3 separate regions of the Sus scrofa genome follow, and all the other regions are linked to region 1. Evidence: chromatin contacts called from public Hi-C and promoter capture Hi-C data. All regions are on one chromosome and are shown on one strand. Each heading gives the region's core, a stretch centred on a gene start, on an enhancer-like site or on the middle of the called end of the contact. The rest is flanking DNA. Distances are from core to core; before and after follow the strand shown. Region 1 holds the start of FAM122B (protein FAM122B). Region 2 holds the start of HPRT1 (hypoxanthine phosphoribosyltransferase 1). Region 3 holds the start of ZNF449 (zinc finger protein 449).

Region 1 (4,368 bases), core at 1,383-3,882:
ACTGTCAAGACCCTTCCTCTCCTTCAACACCCGTCTCGAAATGCCATCGCGGGCACACAGGCTCTCTTCATCCCCCAGACCCAGTGCCATCCTGCCCTTCTCTCCTCTGCACCCAAAGAGCACAGTCGGAAATCAGCGGCTCCCTGAGACACCGACTTCACCTTTTATTAAAGCCAAGCGTTCATGTGGTTTTAAGCCCTTGGTGGAGGTGTTCTGGTCGTTCCTGCGGTCCCTAGCAGAGGGCCATGCCCAGGACAAGAGGTCAAGATGGATTTTCACGACTGAACTGGATTGGGCTTCAAGGGACCATGGAGATTACCTAATCCAGCCCCCTGAAATTTTAAATGAGAAAACAGACTCCGAAAGGTGGAGTGACTCATTCCTAATCACAGCTAGTTAGGGAGAAAATTGAGACCAGGCCTGGTCACCTCACTCTGTCACATCATGCTACCTTTCAGGTAATTACTTAAATCATGATTCAAAGACCCATCATGCCATTCCTACAACAGTCTAAATGCAGGTCAACAGGCTCGCCACAGTCCGCAGCAACTGCTCGATTACGAGCTTCAAAAAGACAAGCAAAAAACACCAGCTTATTCCTATAGCATCAAAAATAAATGTAGAGATGAGGACAGCCTTAGGAAAGCAGAGTCAACTCCACCATTCCTAATAAGAGGAAAAAAAGTAAATCTGTTTTTTTCTCCAAAATAAGGATATTATAATCAGTTTCATAGACAAGGATTACCTCTTTCTTTGCCTTCACTGTGCTTGATTAATGTTTTTGGCTAATTCAGCCCCCATCCTCCTCTTTTGGAGTCATTCCATTTCTACAGGGTCTCACAAATTGGCTCTCGACCTAAGAGGGATTGTCTACCTAACAAAAGTGAAATGTAATAGGCTCAAGAGGGCTGCCAACCAAACCTTCGCTATCACAAGAGTCCACCTTAAAAGAGACCCTCTGGTGACTTATTCGCATGAAAACACAAGACCCTACCACTAAAATTCAGGGGTCAACTCTGTTGATTGTTTTCAAAAACCTGTGCATTCACTGATCTAAGCTACATGTCACCCTTATGTTTTATTCACTCGAATGCATTTCAGACAGTTTTCGGATCTGAAAACATGACAAATCCGAATCACTTAATGGGACGTGAACACGCCATTTAATTACAAGTTATTAGATAAACTGCGATTTATTGAGGGAAACCTCAGTTAATGCCAGGGTTCCTAAACTAAGGTTAGAAATAGCAGCTCTTAGAAGCAGGTATCAAGTTGCAATCCTACTTCCAGGGGCTTCAGTCTGACATTCAGTGGTGTAAATCAGGCAGGGCAAGCAACCTGTTAGAAGAGCCAGAAGCTTCTCGTAGTTCCTTTTAGAGTGGGCCAACAGAGCCTCAGGTAGAGAGGGCCCCCATTTCCCCCACACTGCCCAGTCTGGGTCAAACTTTCACTCCACCTTGGGACCCAAGTCACCGTCAAGCAAACAAGTCCCAATCCCCTCGGGCTGGAGAACCCAAATGAGCTGCAACTCTCACTTGAAGGAAAGAAGACTGTTCGCAGGCGGGTCGAGGAGCCCCTGAACCTGGCACTCCATCCTCCCCAACCCTGCTCACCTGAGCCCATGGATCAGGGGAGCGCTGTTGGATCTCCTCAGGGTGCCCCCATCAGATGTGTCAGGCTCAAAGTCCAGCTCCATTTTTTCCTGAGCCATGTCGGAGACTCGCAGGCAGGCACAGCGGGCAGTGCTCAGCTCCTGGTGCTTGGCTATGGACTCCCCAGACTCTCGCTGCGGGACTGAGCTGCTGGGGACGGGCAGCTGGGGGCGGGGGCTAAGGGGCGGAGGCTTGAGGGGCGGGGGCGGGGCGGAGAAAAGCAGGAGAGGAGGAGGGAAGGAGGATGAGGATGAGGAAGGGAGGAGGAAAGGGAGGGAGGGGAGGAGGATGCAGAGGTGGTGGTGGAGGGAAGAGGAAGCAGGAAAAGGGATCGAAGCGGGAGGTAAAATGGCAAGAGGGGGGAGGAAAGATGGAAAAGCAAGAGGACAAAGAGGAGGACAGAGGGGGAAAGGAAGAAGTTAGGGGGAAAGGAGGAGGGCAGGGTGGAGGGAAAGAGGAGCACGGGGGTGGGAAAGAAGGACGGAGGTATGGGGAAGAGGAAGGAGGGAGCAGAGAAGGAGGGGGAGGAAACTAGGCAGCAGCGGAACTCATGCTCTCTTTCGCCGACGACCTCAAGCGGGGCCGGGCTACAGACACCCTGGCTGCCCGGGCAGCACTAGCACCAAAGAGCTGACAGTCGGGCAGGGCCCGGCCGGGCGGCCTCGGCAGCTCCAGCTCCCCATGCTCGGGGACGCGGTCCAGTCCCCCATGCTTTGGGACCTGGCCCCAGAGGTTCCTCAGCCCTGTGATCGGTGCTTCTCCCCTCCTGCCCCCCCTCCCTGCCAGGAGGACAGGTGGGGGGTTTGGCCGGCCGCCGCCGCGATGCCTCCTTTTCCTTTCTTGGGTTCTAATGGCCCGGGGAAAGCCCTCGGGGCCGAGACCAAAATCTACAACCTGCAGCCTCTTACGCCTCCCACGCTTCAGGAGCTGGAACCTCCGCGGGGCCAGGTCTTCCGCGTCCGGGCACCCATCGGTCCTGCGCACGCGCCCGGTGGCCGCGCCAATGGGCCCGCGGGCACGGAGCATGCGTGGGAGCCCCGCCCAGCAAACCTCCTCCAAAGGGGTGGAGCGTTTCCAGGGAGCCCGGCGCCTTTCTCGCCTGCATTGGACCAGGGATCCTGCCGCCCAATTTTGAAAAGAACCAATCGTTTGGAGATACTGGAGCATCATCTTTCAGGAAGAGTTTGGGCCAGTATTCAAAGGAAAAAGAAACACGTGGTTTCCACGTTTTTTTCACTCCAATTCGTACGTTCTGACTTTTGCGATTCCCCCGCTCACCTTTCTCAAATCCCAGGACTTTGTTGCTTTCTGTCTGGAAAAGCAGATTTCTTTTTCAGATCATCCTTTTGGATGCACTAGACCAAAGGGGAGTTAAAAAAAAAAAAAAAGCAATGGTGTAAAAATAAAGAGAATCAAATGAGAGTTCATATAGCTAGTGAGAAGTACTCATTTCCATTATACAAGCACCGGTTAGCTTCAGTGATATTAAGTCCTGAAGAACAAGTAGCAGAGCCAGATTTTTTTTTTTCTTTCTAGGATTTACGGAGACTCTTAACAATCATGATTGTGTGAGGCCTGGAATTACTTATTTTATTAAACACTTTTGTAGCAGTTACTGTGCTCTAGGTGGTGTTCTAAGAGCTTTAGAAATATTAACTCATCTAATCCTCACCACTTGAAAGACCCTGGGAGAGAGAGAACCACCTTACTGTGTGGTACCTACCTAGAAAGTACAGGAAACTTAATAATCAGGAAATTGGTTTCATCTTTTGCAAAAATAGTTTTACCTGCTTGTTCAATTCAGCTGTACCATATTAAACTTGGCAAGTCCAATTGTCATTTTATTCCTCAGTGTTTTATGTTCTACTTGAAGTATGAGAGTTTTTAAACCACTTTTAGTTTCCCTTAAATTGCCTATATTTTCCTGCCACCTGCATTAGAAATGCAAGCTCTGGTTTTGATCAATTTATATAGCTCTTTTTCTATCTCAAGGTCTCAGCAACACCCCCACTCCCCAGTAATCCGCTCCAAAAAATTATAGTACATGCTGTTATTCACCACAGCTACCAAAAGACCATTTGTTGACCACATACACTGTCCCTAACTCTGAAGAGTCAAACAATTTAGTAGAATCCCTGACTTTCAGGGGCTTCACAATTAGGAGAAACTCAAGGATATGTGAGAAGGCAGATGCTACCTTGGCCATCATTTCCAGGTTTTATTCACATCATTCTTGCCTTCATGTAAATCTTTTGGGAGGTGTTGGGTGTTGGTGGTTCAGGGATTGGGATTAACTTGAATGTGTCTTGCTCTTGTGGTAACAACCTAACATGTTGCTTAAAGGTTGCCATGACAACTGATAAAATAAAGAGCTGATTATGACATGTTTGTGGGACACCTTTTATAGGGAAGAGGCCTGGGGAAGATGGCAGCAGACTGAAACACACAAAGAGAGGAGTAGCATAAAGATCAAGGTACACATCTAAGCAAACCTCCGATCCAAGGTCATGGCACATGACTATGGAACAAGCAGACACGATCATGAAACACAGCTAGGTTTGTATAACGTGTGGGTAGAAATGTATACTATAGTATACAGAATTCTTTGTTTTTGCAGTACTTGTTCCTTTTGACTTTCCAACTTGTGTATGTATTATGAGTCCTGTCTCTGTTTTTAACAGGCTTAACGTTCCTGATATGTAGCTGCTCTTAAAGA
Region 2 (4,166 bases), core at 1,486-3,985, 300 kb before region 1:
TGCCCAAAAGTGATTTCATGAGGTGCACCTGCAGAGAGGGTACCTGCCTATTGCTTGTGAATGATTTTTGTTCAGATCAAGTACTTCTCTTCAAATTTCATGTACTCATTTTTTGATTTCAAGTTTTCTTGTACATGATGAAAAGTGACCCAATAGCTTTTACTAAGTACTCTATTAGCAGAACTTCACACTTAAATGATGTCAGTTTTATATTGAGATTGTGAGATGATTCAAACAAAATCAGTCATATTAGTCAGAATTCTCTAGAGAAACAAAACTAACAGGAAGTGTGTGTGTAAAAGAGAGAGGGAGAGAGAGAGAGGAGGGAGGGAGAAAGAGAATGAGAGATTCATTTTAAGGAATTGGCTCATGCAATCGTGAAGACTCGGCAAGTCCAAAATCTGATGGCGAAAGTCAGCAGGCGGGAGACCCAGAGCTGCAGTGGCAGTGGCAGTCCAAAGGCTGGCAGAATTCCTTGTTGCTTGCTGGAGCGGTCAGCCTTTGTTCTCTTCAGGCCTTCAAATGAGGGCCACCCACCTTAGGGAAGGTAATCTGCTTTACTCAAAGTCCACTGATTTAAATGTGTATCTCATCCAGAAAACACCTTTGCAGGGACATCCACAATAATGTTTGACCAAACATCTGGGCACCATGCCCCAGCCAAGTTGACATAAAATTACCTATCACGTTGGTCAATTCCAGGAATGGTTCAATTTCTCATCCAATTCGTGGAATCAAAGTAAAGCTAATGGAAATTTATTCTGGTGAAGGAGAAGCATCTGACATAGAGAAAGCTATTGTACATTCACTTTAAACGTTCTGTAGTTAGGGTGAGTGTTTTTTAGGTGATGATTTTTTTTCATAGAAATATGAATTTTGGTGGACCATAGCACCATGGCAAAAACAAAGCTCTTACTAAATGAAGTAACATGTGGAGCAGAAATATACTCAGAATTGCTGAGCATAATGAATATAATGAGTATAATTGCTGAGTGCTAACAGAAATAATTCCTCATTATGTCCACACAAAGTGGACTACAAAATTGTTTCTGGAAAGGCAGGAGTAGGACAGAGGAATCTTGGATTGTATCCATGTTTTCCTTATTTCTTCCTGCATGCTGGTATTCTGTAAAAAACGGTGGCACACCTGACACCCAGAGTAGATAACTTTAAAAAAAAAGACAAAATTATATGAGAAAAGTACTTGTCTATCTGACAAAATTATTCTCTATATTAAAATTAGTAATCACCATTATGTTCTTGATTTCATCTGTAGTTTTAAAACAAAATTGAAAAGAATACAGGAGTTCCCTGGGTGACTCAGCAGGTTAAGGATCTGGAGTTGTCACTGCTGTGGCTCGGGTTCCATCCGAGCCCAGGAACTCTTGCATTCTGAGGGTGTGGCCAAAAATTGTTTTTTTTATATATATTTTTTTGTTTTTTAAAGACTACATTTCAATTTTAAACACAAGTAAAAGCTCCAAGTTGTCGCAAAGAATGCCAGGGTTAAAATAATGACAGTTTCTAGTCTCTACAATCATTGGGCTTTCATTATTTCAAAATCTCTGTTAAAATACGGGAGCACGTGGCACCACAGGGGTTGAAGAAAGAAACTGCAAGCCAAAAGCAAGCTGGGAGGGTTCTGAAGTGTTGGGTACCTAATTTAGAAACCATTGTGGGCGGCTGAGTCCACATGTGTCAGGGGCCAAGTGTATAACCGAAAGTTCTCTGAATTAACTTCCTAGTGAAGCGATGTTTGTTAAAAGAATAATAAAAATGTGTTGATATGCACGTCAAAGGAAATGCACTCATGTTCACCAAAAGTTACATTAAAAAAAGTTGTTAGCAGCACCGTTTTTTGATAAAGAGACAGGCTCGGAGTTCAGTGAAATCTCCCATCTATTCCTCAGTGGCCTTAATGGAGGCCACCAGCTAAGTGCTGGGCACTGTGATGGGTGCTGGAGCTACACAGATGAGTTAGGGATGGAACAACTATTACTTGCTTACCTGACCTACTGGAGAGTAGGGGAAGATTTTTTTCCCCCCAGTTTAATTAGGAATTGTGGAGGCAAGAATAAAGAACAATAATAGCAACAGTTCCTATTTACTGACTGTGTGCAGTGCTAAATCACATATACACATATGCACACGCCATATCGCTTCTTTAATTTTCACAAGATCCTTGTTAATACCCTCATTTTACTGAGACGAAAAAGGCTGAAAGGTAAAGAGCAGTTAAGTGTTCCCCTCGGATTTGTACCCTGATCTGGCTGACTCTAGGGCTCTAGGTCTCAACTCTTACATCCATCTAAAGATTTGTGTTAGAACTGGGCCACGAGTCAGGAAAATGGAAGCCGCAATGCAGTCCAAGGTCTTGAGAAGGGGACGCTGGGCGAGAGGAACCACGTGGTGACAGGAACCTGAAGAGCCGGCGCCCAGTTTAGGGCCACAGGGAAGAAAGGAAGGCGGCGGCAGTCCTGGGAATTGGGGAGCCGTCTGGATGGGAAACTGAGGGAAAGAGGGATGGAGGCTGCGCAGGAGACGCCGCTTCTTCGGGAACGCAATTCCCACGGCCACCTCGGGGGAGTGGAAACTCGCAGGCGCCCGCCGGAGGCCCGGGGGCGGGGCCTCGGGCGGGGCGGGGCGGGAGGGGCGGAGCCTGCCGCGCCCGGGCTCTGAGCGGCTGTTGCGGCGGCGGAGAACGCTCGGGCGGACCTCTCGGCTTTCCCGCGCGGCGCCGCCTCCCGCTGCACCTCCGCCTCTCGCTCGGCCCCGCCGCCGGCTTCCTCCTCCCCAGACCGCCCTCAGCCCGCGCGCCAGCCGGCTCCGTTATGGCGACCCGCAGCCCCAGCGTCGTGGTGAGCAGCTTGGCCGGCCAGGCCCGCGGCGCCGGCCCCCGAGGCGCGGGGCCGCAGTGCGGGCTCGGGCCGGGGCGGCCCGGGGCCGGGGGGTGGGGGGGGCGGCCGCAGCCCCCTGGGTTCGGCCGAACGTCACCCCGGGGCGGCGGGGGGGACGGAATGGCGAGGTCAGGGTGGCCGCCCCCGGAGAGCCCCGGGAAGCAGGGCGGCGTGTGGGGAGAGAGGGTGGAAATGGCGATTTGGTTGACATGTGCGGCTTGCGAGCGTGCGGTGGGGAGGGGCCGTGGGCCAGTTCGGGAATGATCTGGCGGCGTGAGGGTGGGGGCTTTCTTAGGAGAGGCTCTCGTCTAGATTTGGGGGACTGGGGGTGAGGTCCTCGGGGCACCTCCGAGAGGGCCCCGGGGCACGGAAACGACCACATGGGAGGCATGCGTGGACTGGTATTTTCACCTAGTTCTGCAAACATTATAATGAATGTTTGTGGGAATGCGCATTGCCTCGTTGCATCCTCACGGCAGCCTTGGCAGCAGTCACCATGCCTACCTTTTTTACACACGTAGAAAATTGTGAACCGATATTAGGTAATTTCCTCACGGCCCAGAGGTAGCCGAGCCTCCGAATCAGATCTTCTTGAATCCGTATCCTCTGCTCTTTGATGCCGCGGGGGACGGAAAATGCGAATCTGGTCCTTAACCTTCAAGGACGTTCGTGTCTGGTATCCTGCCTCCAAACTCATTGGTTCTTTTTCTCATTTCTCGAACTAGCCAAGCTGCACCCTCCCCCCACCTTCCTTTTCTGATCCCTCTTGCTAAAATAGCCAACCGTCTGTCAGTTAAATGCCTTAGCCTGCATTATTATTATTATTATTATTATTATTATTATTATTATTATTTTGCAGTTACCTGATTACCTGTTGATTATCTCTCCCATAAAAACATAAACTTTATAAGGGCAGTAATCACCACTGTAATCCAGTGCCTGGCATGTAAGAAATTCTCAACATGGTCTGTTGGATAAATAAATTAAATAATTAAGCACTTGAACCCTAAAAAAGGAAGGATTCTCTTTCATATTAGGCATTGTGACTTGAGGTAAAGAGCACTGCGCTTCATGGAGTCTGGCCTGGAATCCTGCTGGTTTGGGCTATTTACTAGCTGTGTGGCCGTGGGTAACTACTTTTCTCTTTCTCGACTTGTGCCCTTATGTGTAACTGAGGTGCTAGCTACCCCATGGTGTTGCTGAAAGGATATCTGGTCTTTGTGAATGAACAACCTTTGTGTTCCCTGATATGTTATTGTGTTCTACCTA
Region 3 (4,670 bases), core at 1,001-3,500, 310 kb after region 1:
TCAGGACTCAGCGGGTTAAGGATCTGGCCTTGCCACTGCAGTGGCTCTGGTTACGGCTATAGGGCAGGTTGGATCCCTGGCCTGGTAACTTCCACATGCCACTGGCTTGGCTAAAAAAAAAGGAAAGAATTTCTCTCTTGTTAGCAGCTCCATCCTGCTGGTGTCACTGAGGCCACTGCAAAGCCTTCTCCCCCAGCTGCCCAGACAACTTCCTCCCCTGTCCCCTTATAGCTGGGGGCTCCTCTGGGGCGGAGGCCCGGTGGCTCATGCAGCCCAGGGCCAGGGCCTCCCTGAGTGTCCCTTGGCTCCAGCTTAAAACTCAGTGACTTCATGCTGTTTCCTGAGGCAAAGGCTCCTCCTCCAGAGCCCCCCTTTTCCCAGCAGGTCTCCTGACCCCCTTCCCTCCTTGCCAGACAGTGACCTTGGGGGTGGGGGGGGCTGAGGGCAGGGGCTGCCAAGCTTCAGGGCCAAGCAGTGTTTCTAAGTTCACCAGGAACTGAGACCCAGCTCTGCAGGGGGCACCAGACCGCTGACCCTAATTAACAGCGAACAGTTTTGTTAGTTTGTCAGAGAGGAGGTCGTGCTCTGCCGCCCAGGCCGGAAGGCAGTGGCCCTTCACAGGGGCGGGATGGCCGCGGATTAGCAGGGCTAATGACCTGGGCGGGCTCATCCTTGCAGGGCAACCTGGGGTCCCCGGCCTCTGGGAAGTACCCTGTCGATGCTGAACTCAGGGCCTGATCCGCAGAGCACACCACAGCCCAGACGTCCTGGGCTCAAGCGCTCCTCCGACCTCAGTGGAGGAGGAGCTGGGACCACCAGCCTGTGCCCCAGGGCGGCCAGCTCAGAGTTGTAGGCACTACACGCCAGCAGTGTGATCAAAAGGTACATGCTGGGAGTTCCTTGGTGGCCTAGTGGGTAAGGTTCTGGCATCACTGCTGCGGTGCAGGTTTGATCCCTGACCCGGGAACTTCTGCGTGCCTTGAACGTGGCCAAAAATAAAATACAATAAAATATAATACAATGCTTAGTGCCCATGTCTTTTTAAAAAAATGTACACGCTGCCCTCCTTTTAATCCTCAAAACAATCCCAGAAGCCATTTTACCAAAGGGGAAGTTGAAGCCCAAAGGGGAAAGTGACCTGCCCCAGGTCACGGGGTAGTGGACAGAGCCAGGATTCCAGCCCCTTTGATCCGAGCTGACACTGACTCTTGCAGCAGTGGCGCTGCCTCCCTGTGGAAACCCGCAGTCTTCACCTTCTGTGTGCGCCTGGGGGGAAATCGGGAGGATGAAGATTCCAGACTAAATTACAAAGTCACTTGCCCATGTAGGTCTACTCGGATCCCCGCCCCCCAGTCTCCCTCAGTCTGGCAAGTTCTCTCTGCGTGTACTTGAAAAGACTCCCAGCCTCTTGGTGAGATGTGTGTGTACAGCTTCTGCACCCTGCCGTGGATCTCCTGGGACAGAATGGTCAGGAGGCACCCCGACACCCGCAGCCCCAGGATCTGCTCCATGGTGCGCATCTCACAAGCCAAAGCCACCCACCCACCCACAGCAAAGCTCCAGAAGCTGCCTGCCTTGGTTTCTCAGAGACCAGCGGCAGAAGCCACAGAAGTGCAGATGAGAGGCCCCCACGCTGGGCCTTGCTTGGAGCTGCTGGCTCCAGGCGCAGAAGCCACTCTGGTTTCAAAATGAGGACTACATTTTGCTCCTGGAAGCCAGGGTCAAATGCCGACCACCTTGGCCCAGAAACCAGCCATGACAGCTGTGAAAGGCGCCTGGCGCCCCATGAGACAATACACAGAATCCGCAGGAGTCAGGGTGCCCGTGGGTCCATGTCGCAGTCCATGAGCCCAGCTCCAGCCCAAGCGGAGCTATTTCAAGGACTTTGGCCTCTGTGGATTCAGGACTATGGGGCCCCTGCCCCTGATCTCGCTTCCACTAGGGCCTCTGGGAGGCACAATCGCCTGCAGCTCTTCCCGCTCTTTCTTGGACCAACACTAAAGTTTGGCGTCCAAAGACTAAAACAGAAAAACAAAACTATCTCAGGACCAATGTGAGGACTACATCTCCCGAATGACACCATCGCCTCTCTCCTGGTCACAATTCACGGCTGAGTTGGAAAGGGACCACGCAGAAGCGAAATTTGCGGGGACGAGACCAGAGGGGAATCCACTATAAGAGGCGGGGCCATTTGGGCACCGTCAAAGCCGCGAGCGCCCTCTGGTGGCGGCCGAAAGGAGCGAGGAATGCACGAGATCGCTTCATTGAAGGTAGGCTCTTTAAGAAAACACGAGGTACTCAAAAAAGCATGAGCTATTCAAGGCCACTGTGACCCGCGAGCTGAAGGTGAGCGTCAATATTCCAAGAAGGCTTATTAAGTGCGAATCCTGGAGCTCATGCGAGAGTCAATGCGTACGGATGTCCAGAAATCTGAATTTTTAAAAGGTTTTCGCAAGAAATTCTTCTTACGGAGAGGAGTTTGACAATCACTGATGCAGTGGTAACAGATTTAAGGAGTTTCCCCGCTGCTCCAGTTACTCCAGGGATGATGGGAGAGAAGCCCTCGCTAGGATCGAGAACCGGGGCGCAACCCACCCAATCCCCTGGAATTTAAAGGCGCTTAAGACCGGAAGTGGGATCGCTTCCAAAGAGGCCTCCGGCCTGGCAGAGGCCAAGGAAAATCCCAGCCCCTCCCGCGTCAGCGCCTTTGGGGCCGAGATCCCTGGGCGAGTGACGTGGAGCTTGCCGGGAGTTGTAGTCCTCAGCGCGGCCGCGCGCCTGCGCCCTGGGCAGCTGCCCCCGGTGAGCCTGGGAGAGCCGTGGGCGCTGAGGCGGTGAGTCCCGGAGCGGCCAGAGGGCGTGGCCGTCCCTGGGGCGCGGGCGCGGGGAGCGGGGCTCCCATCCCGCTCCGGCTGCGCGAACCCGCCGCCTGCAGCCCCGATCCGGCCGAGGGCGCGGGGAGGAGCGCCGGGCGGCGGGCCCCTGGCCAGCCCGGGTCCCCGCCGCCGCTCCCGGCCACCCGGCCGGGCCTTCCCGGGCTGCTCCGGGGCCGGGAGCGCCCCCCTGGGCGGCGGGACCTCCTCCCCGGGGAGCGCGCTGGGGCCGCGCCGCGGGCATCGGGTTTCCCACCGGCTTGTGGACTTGCCCCCCGTGCCTTTCCCCTCGCCCTCTCCGGACACAGCTCTTCCTGCACGGGCCCTGTGGGCCCGGGGTCATTTCGGGAGGGTTTGCGGAGAAGCCAGGAGCCCCTGGGTGGAGGGAAGCTTTCCTCCGGAAGGGCCGCGGGGCGTGGAGGGGGGCAACCCGGAGGGTCAGTTCCCTGGCCGACGCGGTGGCAGGCTGGGGACCGTCCAGGGAGGGCTGCCCCGCGGGGAGGCTGGAGCGCAGGAAAGGCGGGTCCAGAGCCCCGAGCGGCGTGGTCCCTGCACGCCCCCCAGCGACGGTTAGGTGCCTGTGGGGGGCTGGTGGGGCGGGGCGGGGCGGGGTGGATCGAAGCTCCCTAGGGAACGACCTTTCCTGAGCACCTCCTCGGTGCCAGGCACCCTGCTGTTCCTGTCCAGGCAGTGGGATTCGCCCGCAGGTCCTTCTGTGAAGGAGATGCTGGGATTGTTGGCAGGTTACAGACAGAAGCCCTGGGTGCCAGGGGCCCAGAGCTAGCAGGTGATCGCTAGGTGGTCTGCCGCCAAAGCCCAGGCTACCCTCCGGATAAAGGGTGCCATGGGGACAGTGTCCACTGGGGCGAGGCGGGTGGGATGCTGGGTATGTTTCCGTTGTCCCACTACAAGGAAGAGGACGGGTACAGGGCATCTGGGCCCCTGCGGACAGAGAGGAGCCCTGGCACTGGGCGGGGCCCAGCGTTGAGACCTGCGGGGACAGGCATGGGATGGCCTGTGTGACCTCGGAGATGGCGCTAAGGGCATGTGGGTGTTTTGAGACCTGAGCTGTGCAGGAGTCTCTCGATTCTAACTTCCCGACCACCTCCCTCTGGCGTTTGCTCTGTGGCTTGGGACAAGTGATTCAAGTCCTCCTAAGCCCCAGCTCGGTGCCCTCCTCTGTGTTCCGGGCGCAGTCTGAGAGCCCACCTCCTGACGATGGATGAGGGCGAAAGGAACTCCCGTGCGGGAGGCTCAGACAGTACCTGGCACAAAGCGTGACGCGTGTGATAAATGTCCATGGGTGTTAGGGCAGACCCAACGCCCGCTGACCTGCCCTGTTGCCGTGTCGTTTTCTCGTGAGCAAGTCACTTAGAATGCTGTTGCGGGGCGAGGGGCCCGGTGGTGTTGGCTGAGCTGGCGGTGACCTCCAGGGGAGCGGACTGAGAGGGGTTGGTGGTTTGCTGTCTTTGCAAGGCGTGGGTGGCTCCGGCTAGGATGCCCTTGGCTGAAGGTGGAGGGGGCTGGGGCGACTCAAAGGTAGATGGACTTTCAGGGTTCTTTGCCATCGTGAGTATTGCGCCCCCATTTCTTTTGTGGCCTAGCTCTATGCAGAAACACAGGACCGTTGGAATTAGGCTGAGAGTGGGTTTCAAAGCCAGCACATCTGCAGGGGCTTATCTAAGGCAAGGGGGTTTAGCCTTGGTCGGGGGGGGGGGGGGGGCGAAATTCTGGAACAGAGCTGTCCAGTAGAAGCCTCTGTTCTGATGGCCGCTGAGTACTTGAAATGTGGCCGGG

Evidence for each region. Promoter capture Hi-C pulls out the DNA fragments that hold promoters and counts their contacts. Hi-C and Micro-C count contacts between places; a contact is called where the count stands out from the background.
Region 2: a contact with region 1 is called in a promoter capture Hi-C map of fetal skeletal muscle, with 5 times the contacts expected there. The contact joins the promoter of HPRT1 here to the promoter of FAM122B in region 1. A contact is called at or near these places in 2 of 5 promoter capture datasets (fetal skeletal muscle and liver) and 1 of 2 datasets of contacts at active chromatin or transcription factors (alveolar macrophages).
Region 3: a Hi-C map of skeletal muscle shows a contact between it and region 1, with 4 times the contacts expected there. The contact joins the promoter of ZNF449 here to the promoter of FAM122B in region 1. A contact is called at or near these places in 2 of 47 Hi-C or Micro-C datasets (heart right ventricle and skeletal muscle).

Annotation. Positions count from the first base shown.
Region 1 is chrX:110,615,140-110,619,507 of Sscrofa11.1, forward strand. It overlaps FAM122B (protein FAM122B), which reads right to left and starts at 2,633. Exons shown (of 9, transcript XM_021080317.1): 1 at 1,614-2,633. The coding sequence starts at 1,711. It overlaps LOC100516891 (protein FAM122A-like), which reads left to right and starts at 4,088. Exons shown (of 10, transcript XM_013983825.2): 1 at 4,088-4,208. The coding sequence starts at 4,160.
Region 2 is chrX:110,318,554-110,322,719 of Sscrofa11.1, forward strand. HPRT1 (hypoxanthine phosphoribosyltransferase 1) reads left to right here and starts at 2,736. Exons shown (of 9, transcript NM_001032376.2): 1 at 2,736-2,858. The coding sequence starts at 2,832.
Region 3 is chrX:110,925,918-110,930,587 of Sscrofa11.1, forward strand. ZNF449 (zinc finger protein 449) reads left to right here and starts at 2,251. Exons shown (of 5, transcript XM_021080814.1): 1 at 2,251-2,346.